2 separate regions of the Mus musculus genome follow, and region 2 is linked to region 1. Evidence: chromatin contacts called from public HiChIP or PLAC-seq data. All regions are on one chromosome and are shown on one strand. The core of a region is the stretch at or near the end of the contact, and the rest is flanking DNA. Distances in the headings are between cores, read along the strand shown. Region 1 has its middle 47 kb from the start of Gm40403. Region 2 overlaps Dock4 (dedicator of cytokinesis 4).

Region 1 (6,660 bases), core at 557-3,056:
AATTGGTGCGGTTTCATATGATTGGTCCATTTAAACATCAGCAGACTGTACATGCAGATAACATTTAATTTAGGTCAGAAGGACGGGAGATAGGGAGGCGCCGGGCCAGTCTGGTCTTGTCATTCTCTTTATCTTTATGGCCAAGCAGCCTCAGGAATGTCTTAATTATGGGCCTGCCTGGGCATGTTCTGCTATGTTCTCAGCCTCAGGTTTTAAAGCTCACAAACAACTCTTTGGGCTATTTGACATAAATTACATGAATCACAGGTCTCAAGGTTTATTTTCTTTCAGTAGCTCAGGTGGTAAAATGCCTGCTGGGCAAGCATGGGGACCTGAATTTGATCTCCAGAAGGATGCCAGTTATGAGAGCCTGTGCATGTAATCTCAGAGTTTGATAGGCAGAGACCAGAAACTCCCTGGGGTTCACTGGCTAGTCAACCTAGCCTACTTATAAAGTCATGCTCTAGGCCAGAGAGACACTGTATCAAAAAGCAAGTTGGGCATTTCTGGAGGAACAATTCTTGAGGTAGTCTTCTGTCCTTCCATGCTGTACTGGCTGGTTTTGTGTGTCAAGTTGACACAGGCTGGAGTTATCACAGAGAAAGGAGCCTCCCTTGAGGAAACACCCTCATGAGATCCAGCGCTAAGGCATTTTCTCAATTAGTGATCAAGGGGAGAGGGCCCCTTGTGGGTGGTACCATCTTTGGGCTGGTAGTCCTGGGTTCTATAAGAAAGCAAGCTGAGCAAGCCAGTAAGGAATATCCCTCCATGGCCTCTGCGTCAGCTCCTGCTTCCTGACCTGCTTGAGTTCCAGTCCTGACTTCCTTTGGTGATGAACAGCAATGTGGGAAATGTAAGCTGAATAAACTCTTTTCTTCCCAACTTGTTTCTTGGTCATGATGTTTGTGCAGGAATAGAACCCCTGACTAAGATGCATGCAAACACGTATGAAGCAGGATATGCACTCGGAGAGAATGTGCAGGATGTGTGCACCCTTGCTGCTCTGAGTTCATCACGAGGCTGGACCCCACGAAGAGTCAGAGAATGATGGATCAGGTGCCTATAAGCTGCCTCCCCTCTTTGCCCTTATTGGCGAATTCCAATTCATCTGGTGGTAACAGTTTGAGAAACATGTGCAGAAACTACATTATTGTCCCTCACACAACCAAATCTGTATACACACACACACACACACACACACACACACACACACACACACGCATGCACGCATGTATGTATCTATGTAATGTATGTGTGTGTGTGTGTGTGTATGTATTTGTCTATGTCTGTGTCTGTGTATTTGCCCCTGGGGAACTTCTCTATGAAAGAAAATAGAGCTGCAACAAGATAAGGTAGTTGTAACTGTTAGGATTTTTAAGATACTTCAATCAATATAGTCCATTGTGGATTTTAAGAAATGTCTTTTATGTATTTTGTGCCTGCATGCATGTATGTGTAAAATGTGCATGCATGCCTGGTTTCCACAGAGTCCAGAAGTAAGTGTTGGATCCCCTAAAATGGCAGTTACAGATGGTTGTGAGCCCTCATGTGGGAGGTAGGATCCTCTCCAAGAGCAGCAAGTGCTCTTAACCACTGAGCCATCTCTCAACAGTCCACCACTGTGGAGTTTATAGTTATTTGAAGAAAGGTCATAGGTGTCTTTCTCTTGAGGTGGCCAGGTGATTACTGCACTGGGCATATTGTCCTATAAGATGACTTCTCTCCCAGAAATAGAAGTGTCTGAGACTGCTCTGGCAACAGTGAAAGTGGGTAGACAGTGGAAGTGAGAAAAGAAACAGGATGTACAAGAGACTTGGCCAGTTGCTGGGCTGTCTCCAAACTTTCCTTACCAGGGTAACCTGGGCAATGTGTGTGGAGGCAGCGTGGGTATTTAAGGAGTATGTAAGATCTTAATAATTTTGCTAATATTTGAGGCTGAACTTGTAGCAGCCTTAGTTGGCATGAATTGGTGTGTGATAGCTTCCTGAAGAATGCCAGGATAAACTCGCACAATACTACAACTAGAAGAATCTCTCCAGTTTTAGATCCCTCTGCCAGGGGCCAGATTCCTTCAAGAGCTTTCTGTATCCCCCAAGGACTTGCCTCAAACACACAGCTTAAGCTCAGAAGCAACTCAAGTCAGATCTCATCCAGGACTGTCCTAACCTCCAAGGGACCTACCTGAACCGTGTGGGGTCAGGAAACAATTCATCATTATGTAAATTCCTTGGAAACTGACCAGAGATGGTAAATGAGTTTCATCTGACAGCAACTGCAGTTGATTGGGTGGCTGCCTGATGGATTATGTCAAGGAGGGTTTAAAGTTATGTCGCTCTAGCTAGTGTGTCAGAGGATTCCCAGGATTAGAGCAAAGATGAACTCTTTCTTCTAGACCGAGTTATGTGACACTTGGAAGATGCTTGTTGTTTGTCTTCTGGGGAGGATCATGGACACCTGAGCTAATCATGTGTCTATCACTCTGACAAAATACTGGACATACATCAACTTAAAGGAGACTTACATTTCAGAGAGTTCAGTCCATGGCTGACTGGCTCTGCTGTCTTGGGCCCACAGGCAGGTGGAAGGAACATCAGTGTAAGGAGCACAAAATGAAGTAAAACTACTCACCCCCCCCCACACCCCCCTGTGGTCCAGGATTCAAAAAGAGAATGGAAATGGGTTAGGATCCCAATCTCCCATCCAGGGCCTGATTCAGATGATCTCATTCCCCCAAGGCCCCATCTCCTAAAGTTCCCACTACCACCAATAATACTACCAACTGGTGGTCATGCCTGTCACTCACAGCCTGTAAAGAACAATTCAGATCCAAGCCATGTGGGGAGGAGAATGACTGAGAATATTGACATATGTATGAAGACAGCATGATGACACCCTCAGTTTGTAGATAAACCTAAAAATAAATAGTAGGAAAAGATCGGCCTCATCTGTAGTGGTTTGAATATGCTTAGTCCGGGAAATGGCACTATTAGGGTATGCCCTTTAGGAGTAGGTGTGGCCTTGTTGGAGGAAGTGTGTCACTGTCGGAGTGGGCTTTGAGACTCTCCTCCTAGGCACACAGGAGCCAGTCTTTTCCTTTTTGCCTTCAGAACAAGATGTAGAACTCTCAGCTCCTTCTCCAGCATCCTGTCTGCCTGGATGCTACCATGCTTCCCACCTTGATGATAATGGCCTGAACCTCTAAATCTATAAGCCAGCCCCAATTAGAAGCTTGCCCTTATAAGAGTTGCCTTGGTCAAGGTGTCTCTTCACAGTAGTAAAGCCCTAACAAAGACACCATCAGACCTTTGCAGAATAATATTTTAAAGGGTAAAATAAAAGCAAATACAAGCGTAGGCATCAAAGTTTACAGAACACTGCAAATGCAGCAGTACACATGAGTATCTGCAATGCATTCATCATAGTCCAGCGGTGCGCAGTGGATTTTGAAGAGGCAATGACTGCAATGATATTTTGAGAGGCCTGACACAGCTGACTGTGATATGAATATATCTGCCATGGTCCTTGTCATCAAGGGCACTGCTAATTCTATCGTCAAATCACTATATTCATGGTGGAAGAAGGAAATGCTAAATTTTAGTCTGTGAAAATAAAGATACAATTTTTCTCCGTTTGTACCCACAGACTCTTGGGCCCTGTGCTGTTAGTGTCAGTTGTCAACTTAACAGTATCTGGAATCACCAAGGAGATGAGCCTCCAATCACACCTGAGAGGGATTATCTGGATTAGGTTAACCTCTGGCCATGCTGTGAGGGATTGACTAACTCGGTTGCACTAGAAAGACCCACCCTAGTGTGGTGGCCCCAGCATTCCTCTCTCTCTGTTTCCTGATTGTGGATACAACATGATCGGCTGCCTCGCCTTCCTGTAGCTATCATGAACTGAATCTTTAAACAGCAAAATAAAATAAACCCTTTCTCTTTATTTTGTTTTTCAAGCATATTTAATGCAGGACCCTTGAGAGGGAATCCAGAGACCCAAATTAAAAAATCCCTACTTGATACTGCAGCATAGACCCTGACCATGCTTGTTTGTCAAGCAGTTTCAAAGGCATTCAGGGTTGGTGTTCACTGAAGTTGAATTGTTTCTAGCAAAAACTGTTGCCTGTTTATCAACCCAAATGTACAACATCCCAGGACTCCCCTAGACGTACTGAGGGGGCCCATACAAGTGTCTAGGTGTCCACAGTGGCCCAAGTCATGACCAAATTCCTGGGGAGATAGAATATTATCCTCAAAGTGACAGCTCCTTCTTACAGTATGTAGCTCTGGAAGCAGTCACCAAACCCTCAGACATGGTAGAAACAGACAAGAAGAGTGACTCTAAGAACATCCATTGACTCTGGCATCCCTACTGGACTGTTGTTATACGAATCACACATCATTGGAGGTTGATCAACTTATCTCTTGATAGAAAGTAGGACTGCAGAGGCGTTAGAGATGGCTTAGCAGTTAAGAGCTTGCAGAAGAGCTGAGTTCAGTTCCCAGCATCCATGTGAGGCAACCCACAGCCACTTGTAACTTCAGCTTCAAGGATGTTGATGGTCTCTTTTGGCCTCTACAGATACCTGCACACAAGTGCATACCTACACATACACATGTAACTAAAAATAAATTCTAAAAACAGACAGACAAAAATGGGACTGGAAACACTATTTTCCAGATGGTTTAAACAAAACTATGCAGCAGAGATATGGTGTCACAGGAAATAAACTGGGCCCAACACCTTCAGAATATAAAATTAAACTTCGTTCTGGCCACTGCCACTTACTATCTAGAAATGGTAGCTATTATTTCACAGAAGAGGTAAACAGCTTCCACCTGGAATATCAAGTAAGGTTGTTTTCAGAGAATGTCCGCACAGCATTCTGGTAGAGTTTCCAGTAAACACCCAGAAACATTTCATGGCTTTTGCTGAGCCTCTCAGAAACTCTAGAAGCTGTTGTAGCTGAGGGGCAGAGAGAATGTGTGCTTTGATATCTTAGCTTGTGTCTTCAGCTCAGCATTCTGTCTCTAACCTCAGGCCTGCTTGCTCTGAAGGCACCTGCACAATAAATATCACCCTGGCTAAGCAGTCAGACATAGAAAAATGTGGTTAGCATCCACAAGGACAAACTCCAACAGGGCCACCACCCTCTGAAGCTGCTGCATGAAGTTACTAAGAGTAGGTGGAGGCACCCACAGTTGGGCTCCACAAGCTTTCTTTGTCCATGGACTTGCTGATCACTATTTTCTGTTGCTAACTCCCAAAGGTGGGTTAAGGGTACATCCTTTCATTTCCTATCTCCTTGTTCCTCCCCATCCCTCCTTCCCTCTCTCTTTTTGGCTTCTCTGTTTTCCTTCCTTTCACTTCTCCCTTCCACTCCTCTTTCCATTCCAGCTTCCTTTCTTTGACAGAGTCTTGCTATGTGCCCTAGACTGCCCCCCTCATTTCTATTTAAATCCTTGCAAGGTAGAATAGGTTCTGAGGTCCTTATGCCAAACCACTCTGGAGCCTGTTTTTCTTCACTTAAAACCTCCTTAAATTACATTTCTTTGAATACCCAGTCAACACTCTTGACAAACTCGGGCTTTATGAAGCAAAGAAATGAACCTGAACTAAATCTGATCAACATATAATACAATGTTTATAGAATTGGGTAGAAAGAAAACTTGGTTTATTATAATTAGAGATATTAGAGATGAAAAAGATGGTCATAAGAGTGGCATTCGGGAAGTGCTGTCTGCAGGCTGTGAGCTGTTATTTCTGGCTCTCTGTTCTGTTCCATGGGTGCCAGCACTGCATGGCTGTGGTGGTTGTAGCTATGTGATGTGCTTTGAAATCAGTTCATTGTGAGGTGTCTAACATTTTCTTTTAAAGGATTGTTCTTTTGCTATTTGGTTATTGGCCAGATGAACATTTCACAGGGTGCCAAACAGAACTTCACACTGGCAGAATGATATGGAACAGAGCCTGTGCAAACAGACATTCTAGAACTTTTGCATGTTTGTTTGTTTGTTTTTTGTTTTTGTTTTTGTTTTTGTTTGAGACAGGGTTTCTCTGTAGCCCTGGCTGTCCTGGAACTCACTTTGTAGACCAGGCTGGCCTCGAACTCAGAAATCTGCCTGTCTCTGCCTCCCGAGTGCTGGGATCAAAGGCGTGTGCCACCATGCCCAGCAAGGAATTCTTTAAACCTAGCCATAAAAAGAGAGATTAGTGTGATGAGTGCTCACTTGTAGGGTTAAAGAGTCCTGACTCACTTCCAGGTTTTAAAAATTCACCAATCCCTGATCTCAAAAACCCACCAATCCCTGAGTGTGCCCCACCCATCCCTACCCTGGAACCCCAACACTCATAAACCCTGTATAAAGTCTGCCTCCTGCTCCGTTCTTTGTTCCTTCTTGTCTTTCTTGTCCAAGCAGAGGCAGCCAGCTACGCTTTTGTGACTTTCCCAGTGAATCTCTTGTGTGAGGTTTGCTGTGTGCCGTGAGTCTGTGGTATTCGTTGGCTCCCAGCTGCCACGATACCTTTCCCTTCAGAGCTGTACCGGCTGCACTGGGGAAACCGTTCCCTGCCACTTCCCATGGGGAAACACCAAGATGTGAAGTGTGAAGTCTAGGGATACGAGAAACAATATTTTAAAGTCCCTTGAAGTTTGAGAAG
Region 2 (6,717 bases), core at 704-3,203, 360 kb after region 1:
GATTAGCCATGAGAAAGGAAGAGCTGAGGGTGTGGTTGTGAGCTGTTTGAGCCTTAGGATGGGCCTATGAATTGTAATTTTCCAGAGAAAGGGAACTGGCAGTCTATGCTACTGGGTCGCCTTTAGCTGACATTTAAGGAGTGGCTCTTGCACCACGTGGGATACAAAGAACCATAGTGTGGTGCTTCACATAGGCTGTGCAGCTGTACATTAATGCTTATCTTCCCTTCATCCATGGTGCTTCATCTGCATCAGAGTATTAAAAATCCTGTCCAGTGAACTTCGCTCTCTAGCCAGCCAGCCAGTTGGCCTCAAGTAGTCAGCTTCAGTGAGAGACTCTGTTATATGTTTGATTGTGAGCCTTGGTGTCATGGTTGTTGTGTAACTTTCGTTCCTTTGTTTACTGGCACATTCTAAGTCCTTATTAATTAACACTGTCATTTTGACTTGGGACTAATTCATTCCTTTACTTTTGACTCAGCAGAGAACTTGGCCTGAGTACCACCTGTTGGTCACTGGCTACAGCAAAGTTGCTCGTACACATCAGCCGCTGGCTTGGGCTTCTAAGTGAGAAATTAGCAGCAGGGTGTGCTTAATTCTAGTAATTGCAATGATGAAGTTTACTTTCTTTCTTTTCTTTTTTCTTTTTTTTTTTTTTTTTTGGTGTTTCGAGACAGGGTTTCTCTGTATAGCCTTGGCTGTCCTGGAACTCACTTTGTAGACCAGGCAGGCCTCGAACTCGGAAATACGCCTGTCTCTGCCTCCTGAGTGCTGGGATTAAAGGTGTGCGCCACCACGCCTGGCAAAGTTTACTTTCTAATGAGTCCTTTTTCGAATACTTTTCTGAAGTTAGATTTTCTTTTTCTACTATCATGCGGTTAAACCCATTTTTCTTGAAAGGGTTCTATAGAAGCTTTCTTTTGCCTACAATTATGCCTTATTAAGTCCAATTCTGTCATTTAAGGGAGCGAGAGAACTGAATGCAGTAGATAAAGCACAGGCATTTTAAAAATCCAGATCCTTTAACTGTAAAATGGCTATGACTTTCTCTCTGTCTGGGAGAGACACACATCACCTGTGTCTTGTACACCCTTTCATTGTGGCTAAGTGGCCACACTCTGTGGTTAGGAAATCTGGGTAGAAATTCTGACTTTGCTACATCAGCCTGGGCACTTAACTGCGCATCTCTTACAGCTGTTAACTGGTAGGAATTAATGAAGATAACAGTGCTTTCTGGAGGGATTTCTTGAATGTTAAATGCATAGGATGTTGCCCAGGACCCAGGAGTTTATTGGTGCGTCCTGGCTATGAGGAGGAGGATTTTTGAACCCAAAGAGGAAGTATACATCACCCTAACTAGATGTACGTGGTGGCTACCTTTGTATTCTTATAGAAATCACACATTCCAAGAAATTGGTGATGTTTTAGTTATGATACTGCAGTTACTTAAAGTTTAGAGAGACCCTCTAGCAAAAAGGTAATATGCAGTGCATATTATGTTAGCCAGGAGTACACAAAAAATGGGAACCAGAAGCCTGAAGGGGGATTACAACCTGAAACACCACAGTGGGAACAGGAATAAGGAAGTTGGAAATCCTGTCTCCAGATGAGGAGAGTCTTATGAAATTGCTTTCATAGCTTCCAGTAACCCTGTTCAGCGGCAGACATTATTATATAAGAGCTTAGAGAAAGTGGTACTACTTTTATCTGCGTATAGTACTACATAGCAAGGTTAATAGAGCCTTTACAGGTTTAGTTCCCCTTGTCTGTGCTACATGTCTTGTTTGATGCATTACTTGAAGCTTACCATGGCCTGATCATACAAGTTCACCATCTACATTTTTACATAATTTAGGAATACTTACTGTTTTGACTGTGACATATTGTAGGCCTGGGTCTGTTTTTGTAATTTCATATTACAATGCTCACTAAAACTTGTAAGCTTTCCAAAGCAAAGAAAAGCAGTGTAAGGAAAATGGCCCAGCCAGACTAGCAAGGGACGCAGTGCACAGAGTTAAAATAGGTAGAGGAGGCATTCAGAACCCCTCCTTGAATTGTGGCAGCACAGTGGCAGCCGTTCTATCGGGCCCAGAGCATTTCCTGCTGTGTCTAGACATGTTGGCACAGATTCACTGTGGGTGTCTGTCCAGCAGTGACCCATAGAGACCTTCCCCGGGGCCCTGTGTTGACAAGCACAACTGCTTCCCACCTCCCTCCTCTCCATCATCTGATTGTTCCAGCAGGTGCATGGGAATTGGTGTTGTTGTCACCTCCGAATTAATCACATCTGTGGTTTATCCCTCATTCACTCTTGTGTTATACATAAAAAAAAAAAAATGGCCCACACATACTGGTTGCCTTTAATGGTAGTGACTCTAAGGAAGCTGCTGGAACAGAGGTGGGGCAGGAGGGGGATACAAATACAAAGAACTGAGCAAGGAAAGGCTTTATCCAAATCTAGAACACACTGTGTATCATGGAACCACTCAGCTTTTTTATAGCATTGTATGATAAGAATATAATGCCAATTATTTAACTTTAGTAGATGACTAGAAAAACTAGAGTTGCAGAAAACCGGAAGCTCACAGAGTGCATGAACTTGAGTAGGCTTCTCTTTTGCCTTGCACTTATGCAGACAGCTTGACGCTCTTAAGTAGAGGAGTATTTTTATTTGTACAAGGTGAGCAGAAAGCCCTCGTCTCCCCGATCCTGCCTTTTAAGTCAGGGGCAGGTTAGTGAGTCTCCTCCCCTCACTAGTATCATGGTCTTCTCTGTCTTTCTTCATGAACACCCAGGTTGCCGCCTGTAGGGCATTCAGAATAATTTAGTTTTCCTGGAGTCTGAATGGGATAAGCCTCTGTCACGCATAGTAAGCACTTCACAAAGACTTTATTCAGTGCCATTTACAGTTGCAGAAGGATTTGGCATCCACAAAGGGATGACCAGTGGTGTGCCTCTACTCTCTCTTCCCCTTCAGTTTCTCAGCACCTTGCAGAATACTTGATACCGGGTGTGTGTGTGTGTGTGTGTGTGTGTGTGTGTGTGGTGATGCATTTAAAGGAAGCTTTTAAGTTTTGCTTTCCTGTTGAGGCAAAGCATTAAAAGATCCTGCCATTAGTCCCTTAATCTTTGCTATCATCCTTCCCCTCCAGGAGTGGGGTGGGGATGTGCTCTTAATAAGAGAGAGCCAGGGTGCTGAGTGCATCATCACTAAGAGCTGTTTCATGTTACCTTGTGCTCTCAGCCCTGTCTCCAGGGAGCCACCATTTGCAAACACTGTCATGCTGAAAATAAAAGTACATAGGAGTCATCAGATAAAGGCCTGGTGTTACCCCCTAAGCAGTTGGACCTCTTGGATCTTAAGTTAAGCAGGGAGGGTCTACTTTATGGCAGTTTGGCTCTGGCGTTTCACACCACTACTGTGCAGTTACTGACGTCTGCTCATTCATACATTTAGCCAGCAAACAAGCCCCACCTAAGGCTAAGTGCTCATCTCAAGAAGGCATAAAGAAAACCACATCTTCCCAAGCCTTGTATTCTACTTAGGTTCAAAATGTTGAGAAAAATAAGGATAGTTTCTAAGTTACGCCTTTATATAGTATGGTCTATAAGGGTATGGCAGTCAGTATGCATTTTGTTGGTTCATTCGTTTTTTTGAGTTGTCTCACTATGTAGTCCTAGTTAGCCTGGAACTTGGTATGTACACCAGGCTGGCCTTGAACTTCTAGAGATCTTCCTGCCTCTGCTTCCAGGGTACTGGATTATAGCCAAGTGCCACAACAAAAAATTAAAATATGAACCCACAAAGAAAAAAACCTCAGAACATTCTTTTGAGAAAAAAAAAAGAAATAAAGATTTAGTTATTGATACTAAGGGTGTAAATTACATAGATTTTTTTTTTAAATTAATCATTCTATTTTCATTTACATCTTCTTTTTTCCCAATTTTTAATTAGGTATTTTCTTCATTTACATTTCAAATGCTATCCTGAAAGTCCCCTATACCCTCCCCCCACCCTGCTCCCCTACCCACCCACTCCCACTTCTTGGCCCTGGTGTTCCAGGCATATAAAGTTTGCAATACCAAGGGGCCTCTCTTTCCAGTGATGGCCGACTAGGCCATCTTCTGCTACATATGCAGCTAGAGACACGAGCTCTGGGGGGGTACTGGTTAGTTCATATTGCTGTTCCTCCTATAGGGTTGCAGATCCCTTCAGCTCTTGGGTACTTTCTCTAGCTCCTCCACTGGGGGCCCTGTGTTCCATCCAATAGATGACTGTGAGCATCCACTTATGTGTTTGCCAGGCACTGGCATAGCCTCACATGAGACAGCTATATCAGGGTCCTTTCAGCAAAATTTTTCTGGCATATGCAATAGTGTCTGTGTTTGGTGGCTGATTATGGGATGGATCCCTAGTGGGGTAGTCTCTGGATGGTCCATCCTTTCATCTTAGCTCCAGACTTTGTCTCTGTAACTCCTTCCATGGGTATTTTGTTCTTTATTCTAAGGAGCAATGAAGTATCCACATGTTGGTCTTCCTTATTCTTGATTTTCTTGTGTTTTGCAAATTAAAATTCTCAACTGAGGAATACCGAAAATGTTCAACGTCCTTAATCATCAGAGAAATGCAAATCAAAACAACCCTGAGATTCTACCTCACACCAGTCAGAATGGCTAAGATCAAAAATCCAGGTGACAGCAGATGCTGGGGAGGATGTGGAGAAAGAGGAACACTCTTCCATTGCTGGTGGGATTGCAAGCTTGTACAACTACTCGGGAAATCAGTCTGGCTGTTCCTCAGAAAATTGGACATAGTACTACCAGAAGATCCAGCAATACCTCTCCTGGGCATATATCCAGAAGGTGTTCCAACTAGTAATAAGGACACATGCTCCACTATGTTCATAGCAGCCTTATTTATAATAGCCAGAAGCTGGAAAGAACCCAGATGTCCCTCAATAGAGGAATGGATACAGAAAATGTGGTACATTTACACAGGAGTACTACTCAGCTATTAAAAACAATGAATTTATGAAATTCTTGGGAAAATGGATGGATCTGGAGGATATCATCCTGAGTGAGGTAACCCAATCACAAAAAAAGTCACTTGATACACACTCACTGATAAGTGGATATTAGCCCAGGAACCTAGAATACCCAAGAAACAACTTGCGTTAACATCTTCTTAACCTTTATTTTTCGTTTGTTTTAAAATGCCTACTTCACCCCAAAGTCTATAGAGAGCTTTGGTTTACTTGTGTTTCCCAATCCTTATTAAAAATGGTCTCCTCACAAAGAAATAGTATTTCACAAAGTCAAAATAACTTCCATGTGTAGATCGGACTGATCTCTTCCTCGCAGAGTGTCCAGGATACAGTGTTGGCAGTGATCCAATTCTGTGAACTCCAAGAACAATTAGCTTACGACACTCCTCCCTCATGCACATCACCCTGCTTCCTGACCCTGCTCTTGTTGGTCCTGCTCCTACCCATGGCTACTTCTGCATCCTCCGAGACTTCTGCATCCTCTGCTCAGAAGAAGCTTGTTTTCCTATCCATCTTCTAACACGTTCTCTGGAGAAAGACTAAAGCGTGTGCTCTCCTCCCTCACCACATTCATTCTTAGTCAGAATTCTATATAGGTCTGGTGATGGCATTTCTATACAGGCAAGGTTATACTTTTTAAAAGTCATCTTACCCTACAACACCGTCATTACCTCCCCATCCCCTGTCTGTTTCTTGCTGGCCCCACGTGTCTCCTCAAGTCGTACCCTCTGCTGCTTCCATTTCACACAGATTCCATATTGTCCTTCCCTCTTCTCTTAGTTTATAGATTTTTGTTTCCTGAATTACATAGAGAGAGGCATGCACATACTTGGACACATTTCTGTCCCCTGTTGCATTTTATTTCTGCAAATGAGATAAACATGTGGTATTCATCTCTGAGTCTCTGTTACTTTATTAATGTAGCAATCTACCAATTCATCTGTTTGTGCACATGGAGACTGGTTCTGTGTGTTTACTATTGTGAGAGTACAGGAATAAACATGGATGTGCAATTTTCTCTAACTTAAAGTCTGGTAGTGGTATGGCTAGATCATGGTAGTTAACATTTTTAATGTTTTGAAAACCTTGATACTGATTCCCACAGTGGCTTTATCCCTTTACATTGTCCCCACCAGTGTATCTGCGTTCTTCTTTCCCTGCATCCTTGCTAACACTGGTTGTCATTTCTTCCTTGGTGGGCTCTTCTGACTGGTATGAGATAGAATCATAAAGCAATTTTAGTATACTTCGCCAATGGCGAAAGGTGTTGAAGAAAATTAAATTTGAGAAAATCTCTGTTCAGTTTGTTAGCCCACATATTATTGTGTAATTTAGGGGTATATAGCTCATTCTGTACTCTAGATCTCAGTCCCCTGTTAGATGTATTGTTGACAAAGACTTTTTTTTCTATTGTATAGGGCATCTCTTTAGTCTGGTGATTGCTTCTTTGCACTACTTAAATCTCACAAAATACCACTTGACAATTCTGGTGTTGTTATGATGTTGAAATCCTTTTCAGAGTATCCATGATACATACTTCCTAGGTCATTTAATTATATAGCATTTATCTTTCTAAGAATTTACCCAAGTAGGAAATTGGGGATTTTGTAATTAGAGTCATTGCTATATATAAAGCAGCCACAACAACTACCACCACCACCACCACCACCAC

The links. HiChIP or PLAC-seq counts read pairs in DNA pulled down with a chosen protein or histone mark.
Region 2: an H3K27ac HiChIP or PLAC-seq map of microglia shows a contact between it and region 1, with 4 times the contacts expected there. The contact joins two enhancer-like sites. A contact is called at or near these places in 1 of 15 datasets of contacts at CTCF or cohesin (the NIH/3T3 cell line), 1 of 484 Hi-C or Micro-C datasets (bone marrow-derived macrophages) and 2 of 115 datasets of contacts at active chromatin or transcription factors (embryonic stem cells and microglia).

What each region holds. Positions count from the first base shown.
Region 1 is chr12:40,291,450-40,298,109 of GRCm38.p6, forward strand. No RefSeq gene overlaps it. Among named protein-coding and RNA genes, the nearest start is that of Gm40403, 47 kb to the left of the region's middle. Within about 2 kb of position 1,807, at least 2 of the 459 cell types and tissues checked have an H3K27ac peak or open chromatin away from gene starts, as enhancers often do. A contact at or near this core is called in microglia, where this site is marked.
Region 2 is chr12:40,654,473-40,661,189 of GRCm38.p6, forward strand. All of the region lies in intron 8 of Dock4 (dedicator of cytokinesis 4), which reads left to right. Among named protein-coding and RNA genes, the nearest start is that of Dock4, 210 kb to the left of the region's middle. Within about 2 kb of position 1,954, at least 16 of the 459 cell types and tissues checked have an H3K27ac peak or open chromatin away from gene starts, as enhancers often do. A contact at or near this core is called in microglia, where this site is marked.